Linked DNA regions of Hordeum vulgare: all the other regions are linked to region 3. A link is a contact called in public Hi-C data. All regions are on one chromosome and are shown on one strand. Each heading gives the region's core, a stretch centred on a gene start, on an enhancer-like site or on the middle of the called end of the contact. The rest is flanking DNA. Distances are from core to core; before and after follow the strand shown.

The links. Hi-C and Micro-C count contacts between places; a contact is called where the count stands out from the background.
Region 1: a Hi-C map of leaf shows a contact between it and region 3, with 3 times the contacts expected there. The contact joins the promoter of LOC123430097 here to the promoter of LOC123426309 in region 3. A contact is called at or near these places in 3 of 6 Hi-C or Micro-C datasets (leaf and seedling).
Region 2: a Hi-C map of seedling shows a contact between it and region 3, with 2.0 times the contacts expected there. The contact joins the enhancer-like site here to the promoter of LOC123426309 in region 3. A contact is called at or near these places in 2 of 6 Hi-C or Micro-C datasets (leaf and seedling).

What each region holds. Positions count from the first base shown.
Region 1 is chr2H:369,362,998-369,367,110 of MorexV3_pseudomolecules_assembly, forward strand. LOC123430097 reads right to left here and starts at 2,149. Exons shown (of 1, transcript XM_045114010.1): 1 at 680-2,149. The coding sequence starts at 1,865. The coding sequence ends at 1,041.
Region 2 is chr2H:369,201,420-369,205,228 of MorexV3_pseudomolecules_assembly, forward strand. No RefSeq gene overlaps it. Among protein-coding and RNA genes, the nearest start is that of LOC123430097, 160 kb to the right of the region's middle. Within about 2 kb of position 1,987, at least 3 of the 3 cell types and tissues checked have open chromatin away from gene starts, as enhancers often do. A contact at or near this core is called in leaf and seedling, where this site is marked.
Region 3 is chr2H:368,650,905-368,655,303 of MorexV3_pseudomolecules_assembly, forward strand. It overlaps LOC123426309 (plastid division protein PDV2), which reads left to right and starts at 2,293. Exons shown (of 2, transcript XM_045110120.1): 1 at 2,293-2,670; 2 at 3,848-4,399. The coding sequence starts at 2,452.

The DNA.
Region 1 (4,113 bases), core at 899-3,398, 710 kb after region 3:
CCGATATTCCTCTCATCCCGTAAAAAGAAGTGTCAATATATGCTATTGTAGCACCAATATGGAACATGCAGCCACGGATGACATTTTCACACAAAAGTATGGATTGATTAGCAAATAACATCGAATCAAACCGTTGAAGGTCTATCGAACACGCTGCATTATAAATAAATAAAAACATCCCCCCCCCTCCGGCGGGAAACACAATACTCTTTTTTTGCGGGGAGGGAAACCAAATACTCACTCAGTGTATTAAGTTTAAAAAATATATAATATCTTTAACTTTGATCAAGTCCAGAGGCAAAAATATTGACATCCACAATATTAAATCAATAAAAAATGAAATTTTATTTCATGATAAATCTAATGCGATTTGATATTACGTATATGGATATATATTTTTACAAATTTAATCAAACAAAGTATTGCAAGTATTTTTGATATACTAAACCAATAAGATTTGACTTCTAACAAAGTTACACCTTATATTTTACTACAGAAAAAGTATTTTTTTATGACAACCAAACAACGTCGACGATGCAGCAAAGCGTGCCTAACCCTTTTACTTGATGATGAAACGGCAAATGTTTAGCCCGCTTCCAAAATGCCATTTAATTGCAAGTTTCGAACATCCCAGAAGAACAAACGGATCAACACAAAGCAATACACAAGCAAGTGCATGTTTAGACGAAAAATCAGTCCTGTAGTTTTATGTTCACTGTTTATATATGCCTCATACTTCGTTCTCAGAGCACCTGCTCAACTAATGCGATCAAAATTTTGTTTCTACGAATTATACACATGCTAAATCTCTGAACCGACGTCCCGCAAACAAAAACAAGAAAAACTCTGCACCGACGATGTGACGTCTCCATCTTCCGCGCCAAGCCAGCAGCCTCCGTCCGATACGGATCTGACGGCTTTCCGCTTTGTCGTCCGCTGATGTTCTGTTCCCGCTGGTTCCAGAACTGCCGGAGCTTCTCCAGAATCGAGCTCGCCCGCAATTTTTGTTGTAGCCACGACCGAACGGCCAATCCCTTGGTTCACTCGTTCATCTCGCATTCAGGAATGGCGGTCAGGTCCGGGGCGAACCTCGGCTGCATCCTCCCGGCGCTCTTTACGCGCGCCACCGGCCGCCTCTTGGCTATCAGCGCCGGCACGGTCTTGTAGTTGTGGGCAAGAGTCTCGTCCACCTCCGGCGGCGGGGCGAACACGAGCGGCGAAACAGAGCCGGCGCGTTTCCTCCGTCCGCCGCTGCCGGAGGCGTTGGTGTTGGCCTTGTTGACGAGCGCCGCGGACGCCCTGACGGCGAGAGCGGCCACGTCCTCGCGCCGGAGGCCGTTCCTCTTGACCTCGGCGGGGAGCACGAAGTAGATCTGGCCCGGGCGGAGTTCCTCGCCCCCGGGCACGGCGGCCACTGGGCCCTCGAACCCCATCGCGTCGGCGTCGCACAGGAACCACCCGGCGGAGCCGTCTCCTGCCTCCACGGAGTCCTCGAGGGCGCGCGCCGCCGTCGCCGGGCGCGGGTACTCGCGCAGCTCCCCCGTTGGCAGCAGCACCATCGCCGTCGAGGCGGCCAGCCCCTCGGAGCGTACCGCGGCCGCCGCCCCGCCGCTAGACATGCAGAGCCCCATTTTCGCCACGTGTTGGTGTAGGTTTGAGGGTCGAGCTGGTGTTGTTGTGAACTGTATGTAGTATGATACTATGATATTGTTGTCGTTGCTGCAGGAGTATGTGAGAGGAGGAATGCTCAGCCTTGGACTCAGATTGTGATGGAGTTGGAGGAGTGGGAGGCCTGATTTTATATAGGGTAGGGAGAGGCGAGGAGGAGGGAGAAGGGGTTCAGCAGCTTGGGGAAGGAGGAGCATGACAGGCTGCCGTTTGGCTGGGGCCAGCGTGCGTGCTATTGCTAGTCTGCTACTGCTTGGACTCGGGATATTCTTGTTTTTTCTCGGCTATTTTTTGAGTCAATTTGTTTTTACTGCTGCTATCTGGTGTGGTCTGGTGTGGTGTGGGAGGAGTGACGTGTACGTATGTGCGTGGTGAATACTCCTGCATATGTGGTGAAACCGTCGTAGTTATGATAGCTCTATGCTCAAAGTGCAGTAAGAGTATTACGGACGCGCTTTATTGGAATGGAAACTTTTGAAATCTGGATGTATATACATTCTATATGCAAAATAAATTTAGCAATTTGATAAAATGTTTAAACATTTTGAAAATAATTTGACCTTCCATTATATTTACAGATAATTCACAAAAACGAAATTAGACTTTGACTTCTTTTCAGAAAAGATAAATCTTCGATCAAAATAGTGTGAATAGTGACCTGTAATAGCAAAATAATTTTTGGTTTTTGTCTAGAAGTCAATGTTGAATTTTTTTCTTGAAAATTTAGTTATTAGTGCAAAACAAAGTCAAGTTTAATCTAAAAATGCTTTGGAACTATTTTGACATTTTCATTTATTATTATAAAAAATCCTCATGTGGGTGCATATACAACCAAAAATCAAAGTGTATTTTCCGTTTCATGTGCTGCTAGACAAGCGTGCTACTTCCAAGTTTCCTTCTCAAGTGGGCAAACTTACCATGCAAGTTTCCTTCCTCATCAAGAAATCTTACACACCAAGTCTCACCAACTGAAGTACTATATAAACTTATTTGGTTTTGCTTGGTACTATAAGAGTTGATGATTCATGGCCTTTAATTGTTGATGTTTTTATTTAGCCATAAAGACTACATAGAATCCTCTAATTAATGATGCTAATCCCCAACAAAAGCCCGCTTACACTCATGACATTTGTGAACGCACGGGATGCATTTTTAGTGTTAGGGGTGGTGTTAGTTTTTAGAAGAAAAAGACATGGCGCTTGTTTATTTTTAATGCAATTTTTGTCAATAATTGCCATTCTTTGGATATAGATCGTGTGGCTTTGGGGGCGTCGTTGGGCTGAGGCTCTTGGGGAGTTTCCTGGGATCTCAATCGCAGCGAATGTGTGCAAAAAAATTACCTCTGAATAATTCATCATGCCATAAAAAGGGTAAATAGCAATGCACATTATTATCTCGTTCCTAATGAGAACATTGAACATTTTATCCATGAATTCAAGAGGATCACATACATATTTGGGGATGGAACCATACAAACTTATAAGGAGCTTTGACGTCCATATTATTTCACCTCAGAAATGCAAGGATATGACATATTAAAAAAGCCCTGACATTAGCAAAACAAATAAAATATGTTTGGACCAATGGATCAAACAAATTATATGTGTCCTCAAAGATATTTTGGTAGGTGGAACAAACTATTGTCAATAGATTCTCGAGCTTTGTTTTTAAATCAATTCAATCTGATTGGAAACCAAATGCAATAATTCAAAATGGTATGTGGAATTTCCAATTATTATTATTATCATTAATTTACAAGCCTTGCATACTTATGGTGTGTATATTACTCCCTCCGTTCCTAAATATAAGTCTTTAAAAATGTTTCATTAATGAACTACATACGGATGTATATAGACATACTTTAGAGTGTAGATTCCATTATTTTGCTTCGTATGTAGACTTCTAATGAAATATCTTAAAAGACTTATATTTAGGAACGGAGGGAGTACAAGTTTAAGTACCTACGAGTGGCAGATTTTACTCATATGTGTTATAATTCTAATTTATCGAAGCGACATCAACCGCATACGGTTCTCGTCATCTTCTGAATGGCTCGAAACAATGGACACGGCATCAAACACCCGTAGTACATGCTAGGTACACACTACTCACTGTAGTTGACCAAATGAATGTTTCTTGTTAAACTGGCCAAAATATCACACTAGCTTCCTGGAAGATCGCTATATATATTTTGGACAGTTGTATTGTATGAACCCACGGATATAAAGGGAGAAAAGTGGAAAAGCAGTAGGGCGTATTCCGTGTGCCAAAAGTCAAAAGCGGGCAAAATCAAACGGTTTTTGCAAAAACTCGTGTGCGTTTTAGCTAGCGGCAGCCAGTGGCCGTGGCTACTCCGCCTCGTAGTAATTTCGCTCGGTTTGTTTCCTCGGGACGGAAACTCGCCAACGCATTCAATCGCATGCGTTGCGTCATATGTATCCCTGG
Region 2 (3,809 bases), core at 737-3,236, 550 kb after region 3:
TTGGAGGGCCCCACGGGTTATGGGAGGTGGGGAACCAGCCCCTGGTGGGCTGGCCGCCCTCCCACCCAAGGCCCGTGGGACGAGGGAGGTGGGTTGCCCCCTCCTTCCTTGAGGGCCAAGGCAGCCCTTGGTTGCCGTCGCCCCACCTTACGGGAAACCCTAGGGCATCGGCCTCCTCCTCCCTTCCATTGTATATACTTGAGGAGAGGGAGGGCAGCCGCACCGAAGAGCCACGCGGCGCTGCCCTCCTTTCTCTCTCTCTCTCTCTCTCTCATAGTTCTTCTCCACCGTCGTGATTGCGGCATCGCTTGGCGAAGCCCTGCCGATATTGCACCACTACGACCACCACCACGTCGTCGTGCTCCCGGAGAACTCAGCTACTACTTCATCTACACTCGCTGGATCGAGGTGGTGATGGCCTCATCAAGCTTATGTGTGCTGAATGCGGAGGTGTCGTCCGTTTAGAACTTGATCGGGGTGTTCGTGATTGGATCACAGGACGGATCGTGATTGGATCGCAAAGACGTTCGACTACATTAATCGCGTTTCTTAATGCTTCTACTTAGCGATCTACAAGGGTATGTAGATGCACTCCCCTCTCATAGTTTTTAATCTTCATAGATAGATCTTGGATGTTCGTAGGTAATTCTTTGTTTCCCATGCAACGTTCCCCAATAATGACATTGTGCCTTTGCAATTGCTAAACCTACTCTAGGAGGTTATTAACCACGCCGGAGCCCGATTAACCTGACCACGAAGGTCTATTCCTGCAAACAATTAAAGAACAAGCAAGAATACGATAATAACAATCTAAATATTGCGAATATAGATGAAGTATTGACAAGGGTGGGGATCTGAAAGAGGTCTTGGTCTGGTCGTTGGAAACAAACGAAGTACACAAAGTTGCAATGGCTAACTTCTAATTAAACAACACAAACAAAAAGCTACTAGATTGACCTACTTATATAGGAGCAAGGGACAACGGTCAAGTAGGTGGAAGGACGTCCCAGGCCAGCCTAAAACTAACCCAAGGTTGTTCAAGGCCTATGCGCCCAAGTAGATATGATGTAACACCTTTAAACTTATAGTTTGGCTCGGATTCTCATGCAACACCAGATTGTTACGTCAATATCTCTACCCTCCATACGAAATTGAATGTGAATCCAATTGGATTGGAAAGTACATAAAATCTACTTTATAATAAAAAAATCACCCAATTCAAAGTCCGGATGCAAAAGTTCTTGACGTTTCAAGACACGTATGTTTGTGTAGTCCGAATCTGAGTTCAGAACGTGAGAGACTTGGACTTTATCTTTTCTTGGCCTGGAAGTAACGTGAGAGAACTTCTTAAAAAACACCTAACCATCTTTTTTCCCTGTTCTTCATATGTAGATTATACAAGTATTTGATAGTTCTGCAATTACGCATGAAACAAAAAAAAGTATTTCTGTTTTATATAGTATCAATAAATTATTACATATTTTTTTATCAAAAATCATCTTAAATAAATACGTACATATAATATTTATGATCATAACCAAGAAATCTATGTCCTCGTTGAAGGCTGAAGACCTGCACGCATTAATATGTTCAACTATTCATCGTTATCCTGGTCATGAGTCACAGGAACGAGAAGGCCTCCATGAGCGAGAAACGCATGCACAGTGACTAGGTTCAAAGTCTTGCAGTAGCCACCGAAGATGTGCTACTACAAGATCAATTCACGTTCCTTAGAAAAAGAAGGCAGTCCAGAAAAAACGGAAGAAGACAGGATGGCAACTTGGCCGGTGTGGAGTAGGAATGGAACCGTCGAAGAAACGGGCGGACGGACGCCGTTAACGTCACCATAGCTGGGACCTGCAAAAAAAAAAACGTCACCATAGCTGGTGCACAGTCTTTTTGCCGCAGCCTGAAACTGCAGCAGTAATAGTGGGAGCGATCGGCACGAGTGAGACGTACGCCAGACACTTGTTTTTGCCTCAAAAAAAAGTTCCTAGTACGTCCGTCCACATGAGTAACAGCGACCTGCGAGTCCACCGTAGTCGTCGCATGAGTCCACACCCGTCTGCGTTACGGTACTGCTCCCGTGTGAAGCTGTTGATCACGAAAAGGAAAGGAGGAAGGTCTGTACGTAGCGTCGCTTTTCGGTAGCTGCGTGCATGCTGCCGCGACCGTGTGATACGGCTTCATCGTTGATGCTGACGCCTTTACTTGTGGCTTGCATCGCATGCTCGTTAGAACACCCCTCAATCTAGCCTTAAAGCATCTACATCCGCATCCGTCATATCCATCTCAAACGTCTTGACACGTTACTTTCTCATGATCGACGGGTCATAAAAACGCGACCCAACCGTACCCCTTAAACAGATCTGAAATATCCGGATTGATCGACACCCCTCGTATCCTGTCCAATTATGGAGGAGCCCACGCATGCTCGGCCAAGTCCGCATGGCCGCACTGTACTGCGCTGGTCGTATCGACCCCACTAAGAGTCAGCCCAATTATTCGTCTTCGTTCGTTTGTGGGACAAAACCCTAGCCACTTCATTCCACTTCCCTCTACTCCAATTCGCCACCCAAGCTTACCTCCGAGGATCTTTCGCCTTCTCCGGCATGGCGGGCAGCGGATCCGAATCCTTCACCTCTAGATCCGTTGACCACGAGCTCATCCCACTCGGTGCCGATGAAGAGATGGTTTTCCGGCTTGCCATCCGCCGCTTCCGGGAAGCGGTTGCCCTTCAGAAGCACTCCGACTCGTAGCATCAGGAATCCATTGCGTCGGCATAGCTTATACCTGGATCCGGCGTCGCTGCCTCATCGGAGGCAGTGTGGTCCGTATGGCGTCCGAACGCCATGGCAAACGTGCAACCCCTTTGTTGGCGCACCGAGGAGACACCTTGGGCGTGCACAGATGCTAACATGGGGTAGCGTGCCCGCCGTGCGAGGCAGCAGCCGGGAGCCGACGGAGGCCCTCGTGGTAGTGGACACTGGATAGGCGGAGTCACACTTTCCGGCGCCTTGTATAATGCACGGGTGCAGGCGCCGCAACCGAGTCATGGTCGGCGCCGCAACCGAGTCATGGTCAACATCGTCTACTCCGAGGAAGGATCCGTCATCAACCTGACGTCCATCGACATTGTCCGGGTCACGGGCTCCGACGGGGAAGAGTAGGGCATGGGCGACGGTGACCCGGCTAGTGTCCCATGTCCTACTCTACCTCGCTGGCGCGGGCCAACACTACGAGGGGCACAACCGGCCGCCATACATGTGCACGACAAAGCTGAATGAGCTCCGTTTGTATTAGGTTTACGTCACATGTAATAATATGGATTTGAGGTTTCTAATTTGAGTTGTCCGATTGTAGAATGCATTATTTAAGGTGTGATCAGTTAATGTCGCGGACGCGTCCGGGCACGTCCACACGCATTTGAGGGTCGGATTTGTCAAGGCCCATTGTAGATGCTCTTAGAGAAACTTTTTATTTCCGGCAAGAGCTAAAAGAAAATAGTCATTTGAGCACGGACACATTGAACCTCTTTATTTGAAGCTAAAAAAGATTTTTACGCCTTTGCAACGATGTTGTGGCGCACACCGGCATGCGGCGGAGCGCGAGCAGCGCGACAATTAAGGAGATGCAATGCTTCCTGCAAGTGGCAATGGTGCGGTGGCCAGCACACCTCCTGACGGCACATCGGCTCGTCCTTCCTCTCCTACTCTCGCTATTGAGATGCACCACTGTGGCATTGCACGTGACTATGGCTGGCCGTATGATCCTCTAGCTCGTCTTGTTGTGGAACTCATGCTCGCCCC
Region 3 (4,399 bases), core at 1,043-3,542:
ATATGTGAATGTCGCAGACCCATGGACTAAAACATCTCTCACAAACAAAACATGACCAAACCCCAGAACTCATTGGGTGTTGATCGCATGGCGATATGAACTAGATTATTGACTCTAGTGCAAGTAGGATATTGTCGGAAATACGCCCTAGAGTCCAAAATAAATTGGTTATTATTATATTTCCCTTTTCATGATAAACGCTTATTATCCATGCCAAAATTGTATTGATCAAAGACTTAGGTACATGTGCGGATGCATAAACAACATTGTGCGCCTAGTGAGCCTCTACTAGACTAGTTCATTGACCAAAGATGGTTAATGTTTCCTAACAATAGACATGACGAGACCCAACCTTAAGCTTAGCATATGATCATTTCACCTAGTTTTGCTACATCTTTCATCAAGTATTTGTTCCTTAGACCATGAGATCGTGCAACTCCCGGATATCGTAGGAATACTTTGTGTGATATCAAACATCACTTCGTAACTGGATGATCATAAATGTGCTCTACAGGTATTTTTAAAAGTGTTTGTCAGAATTCCGCTGCCGCCACCACCACCACACCATCGTGTTGGTTCGGATCTCATCTACCTATTCTCCCTCTCTTGCTAGATCAAGAAGGAGGTGTCGCCCGTGCGGTGTTTGGATCAGACTCGACCGCGACACGAGTATAACTACGCCAGTCACGATCTTTAGATTGGTAACGATTTCGGTCTACAAGGGTATGTGGACACCTCTCCCTCTCGTTGCTAGTATCTTCATAGAATAGATCGTAGGTGTTTCGTAGGAAATATTTTGTTTCTCATGCAACGTTCCTCGACAAAAAGAAACGCGACACTGCATGAGACGACATATCCCATGGGATGCGACAATGTCTCATGTTAAGCTAGATGAACTTCCACCTCACCGAACGCTTCGGAGTCGAGCGAGCGTATGGACCGACCCATTATGTGGGGCGCGAGTGTCGTTTTTGTTTCTGTTTTTATTTGTTTTATTTCCTTTTATACTTTTGTTTACTCTTCCAAATATTCTAAAGATATATATTACCAAAATATACTATAAATAATGTTTTGAAAATGTCAATCCTGCATTTGAAAATATTAAATATATATAGGAAAAATGTTGATCATTTACTAAAATAATTATAAGTTTTTTATATAATATATATATATAATATGTGTGTGTATAAAATCAAGTATTGAAAAAATATTAAACAAGTATATAAAAATGGTAATTAATCATTTAAAAAATGTTAAATGTGTATAAAAATATTGACCATATATTACAAATGATAAACAATTATTTTTTCAGAAATACTGATAAATAATTTGAATAATGGTAAATTTGTATAGAAAATGTTGACCATGTATTTAAAAAATAATGATTTTTTTATCATGTATAAAAAATGTTAATGAAGCATTTAAAATGTTAAACAATTTTTTTTTAAATGTTAGATGTGTATAGACAAAAATGTTGATCATGTGTTAAGAACATGTAAATATTTTACCTGAAAAGTATTAATCAAGAATTTAAAAATGTTTAGAAGTCTATATAGAAAAAAATATTGACTATGTATAAAAAATGTGTTAATCTTGTATTTCAAAAATGTTAATAAATATTTTAAAAAATGTTTTAGAAGAAATCTTGATATGTATAAAAAATGCTAAATTGGTGTTGAAAAAATGCTAAACATGTATTACAAAAATGTTTTTGACATATACTGAAGATGAAAAAAAAAAGTTGGAGAAGAAAAAATAAATCAAACAGAAATGAAGAAAACCCTGTCAAAAAGCGAAAAGAAAAAAGACATAAAAACCGATGGAAAAACGGTTTCATTTGCCTCAACTAAACAACACGCCTAGTACTTATCCATCGAAGACATTGGCACAGTGGGGATCGACCCCTGCTTGTCGCATTTTCAATCTGTTTTGCATTTAAGTCCGTGTTTGAATTCTCGTTTTTCTCCTGAATACATTTGTAAAATATATACAGATCTTCGGTGGTTGTTTTGGTTTCTGGCTGTAAATAGTTCTTGACCTGTAAATTACACCCAGAGAGTAAATACACCTGTATTAAATTACAACCAAACCAAACGCGGCTTAACTGTGCGCAACAAATAGGCCGGCTTAACTACTGTACACCCTTCAGCAATAGTTCCTACGGTGTTGCTTAATGCGAGAAATAGTCGGCGCATAGCCCATGTCAACTTCTGTACCAGAAGAACTAACCCACCCACTTGAGCACAGCAAGGCCCAAAGTCCAGTACTCCAGTCAGGTTGTTAGAGAGAACAAAAGACAAAAATCTTCGGATACGCCTCCGTCAGTCCCTCTCGCAGCCACGAACACAAGGCTCGCCGCGAAGTGCAAGATTGCAGCTACCACTGCTCGCCGCCAGCAGCGGGTTGGGGTTTAGCTAGGGTTCTGCATCCCCCGCACCGCTAGCGAAGGCCATGGAAGGGGAGGAGGAGATAGGCCTCGTCCTCGCCCGCGCCTCCGACCTCCGCTCCAGGATCTCCGCCTGCGCTGCCGCCGCACGCCCCCCGCCGCGGTTGGGCGCCGGGGAGGAGGACGACGGCCGAGAGGAGGACGGAGAGGAGGTGGAGGTGGGGAGCCTGGTAGGCATCAACGACGCGCTCGAGTCGCTCGAGCGGCAGCTCGCCTCCCTGCAGGTCCGGTTCGTATTCCTGGTTGGTCATTCGATAAAGATGGGGTTTTTATTGTTCCTCTGGTAGCCTGCTGTTGTGTCTGTAGTTATTGTTTAGTGCCACGAGCTGGAGGTTATATGATCATATGGTGGGTTTGGGGTTCAATTACTGCATTTTTGTCCCATGTCTTACTGTATTTTCGTGAGGAACCAAATCTAGGCTTGCTTAGCATGATGTTACAGACAGAGGAAAAGATTAATAGCTCTGCTTAGTTGTTAGTTGGCTGGTGGCTGCATCCAATTCCAGCCTCAGTTGGTATTGGACTAGGTAGAGTAAGAAAGGGTAGTATAAGATGGATTCTGTGGTTCCGTCAGCAACAGGATTGCTTGTTAACTAATTGTGGGTAAGGTACAGGTTCTATTAAAACACGTTTTGCGACAGAAAATATGTAAAGATTGCGCAGACATACTTTAGAGTGTGGATTCACTCATTTTACTCTGTATGTAGTCCGTAGTGAAATATCTAGAAAGACTTATATTTAGGAACCGAGGGAGTATGTTACACTGCATGGTTTATACACAGAGAAAATTTCACTCTGCTTACTGTAGCTTATGGCAAGTATCAGTGGCCAGCACAAGCTCGCATTCTTTTCCTTTGTTTGTTTTGGAAAAGCTGGTGTTCCATCATATGGATTTGCCTATGCGTTTCTGAATATGAACTGATAAGAACTGTATGGAATTTGCCTATGCACAAGAAGGAAGGTCATTTTGCTAACACAATCATCAACTGAGATGAAAATTTCTGCTTCGTGGTCACTAAACTGTAAAATGTTCCTGAGCTTCTGACCTTATTGTACAAAATGCTTACTTTAAGATAACGACATAAACACATTTAAGCACAATAACCCAAAGGGTATCAAAAGTGTGAAGTAGTTACATTACTACTGCTATATGTGAGCCAATTGGATGCCGCTTGCCTCAACAAATTAGTACTCGCTCAGATCCATATTAATTGTTGCTGATTTAGTACAACTTTGTACTAAATCAGCGACAATTAATATGGATTGGAGGGAGTATTTTCTTTTCGATACCAGTAACTTTACCAGGCATATGGTGTTCTTAGCTTGATACCATTTTGTGCACAAAGCTTACATGCATCTGTTTTGGAAATAAGTAGCTTACCATCTTAGTGCCATTGCCAGGACCTTCAACACCAACAAAGATATGAGCGAGAAACCATCCTGGGCCAGATTGATCGGAGTCGAACATCTCTCCTTAGCAAGCTGAAAGAATACAAGGGAGAGGACTGTGAGGCGATCCATGAGGCTGCTGCTTTTGCTGGTGAAAAAATTGAAAATGACGATGGTCTCATCCTACCTCCTTACTCGGGCCATATCACCAATTCATTTGTGCTCGATGATCTCTATCCTGCAAACTACGTGTCCAAGTCCAAGTGTTTGCACAACGGGCTGCTTTCTAATGGAATGACTGAAGATGGTATAAGGAAGAACGTGTTGCAAAACAGAATTCCTAGCACGTCGAGCCGTAATTCGTCAGGAGGGATCAGATCTTTGATCGGATGGATGGCTAAAACAGCGGTCATGATTGTGGGCGCCGTATCAATCATGAAGGCTGCTGGCTATGAGCCCACAACAGGGAGGAGTGGCATAAAACTGCACATCTCAGGTCTGTTTGCTAAAGAGGCGACCAGTGCAAAAGAACAGGTTCCTACTCTGCAGTGCCCTCCTGGGAAG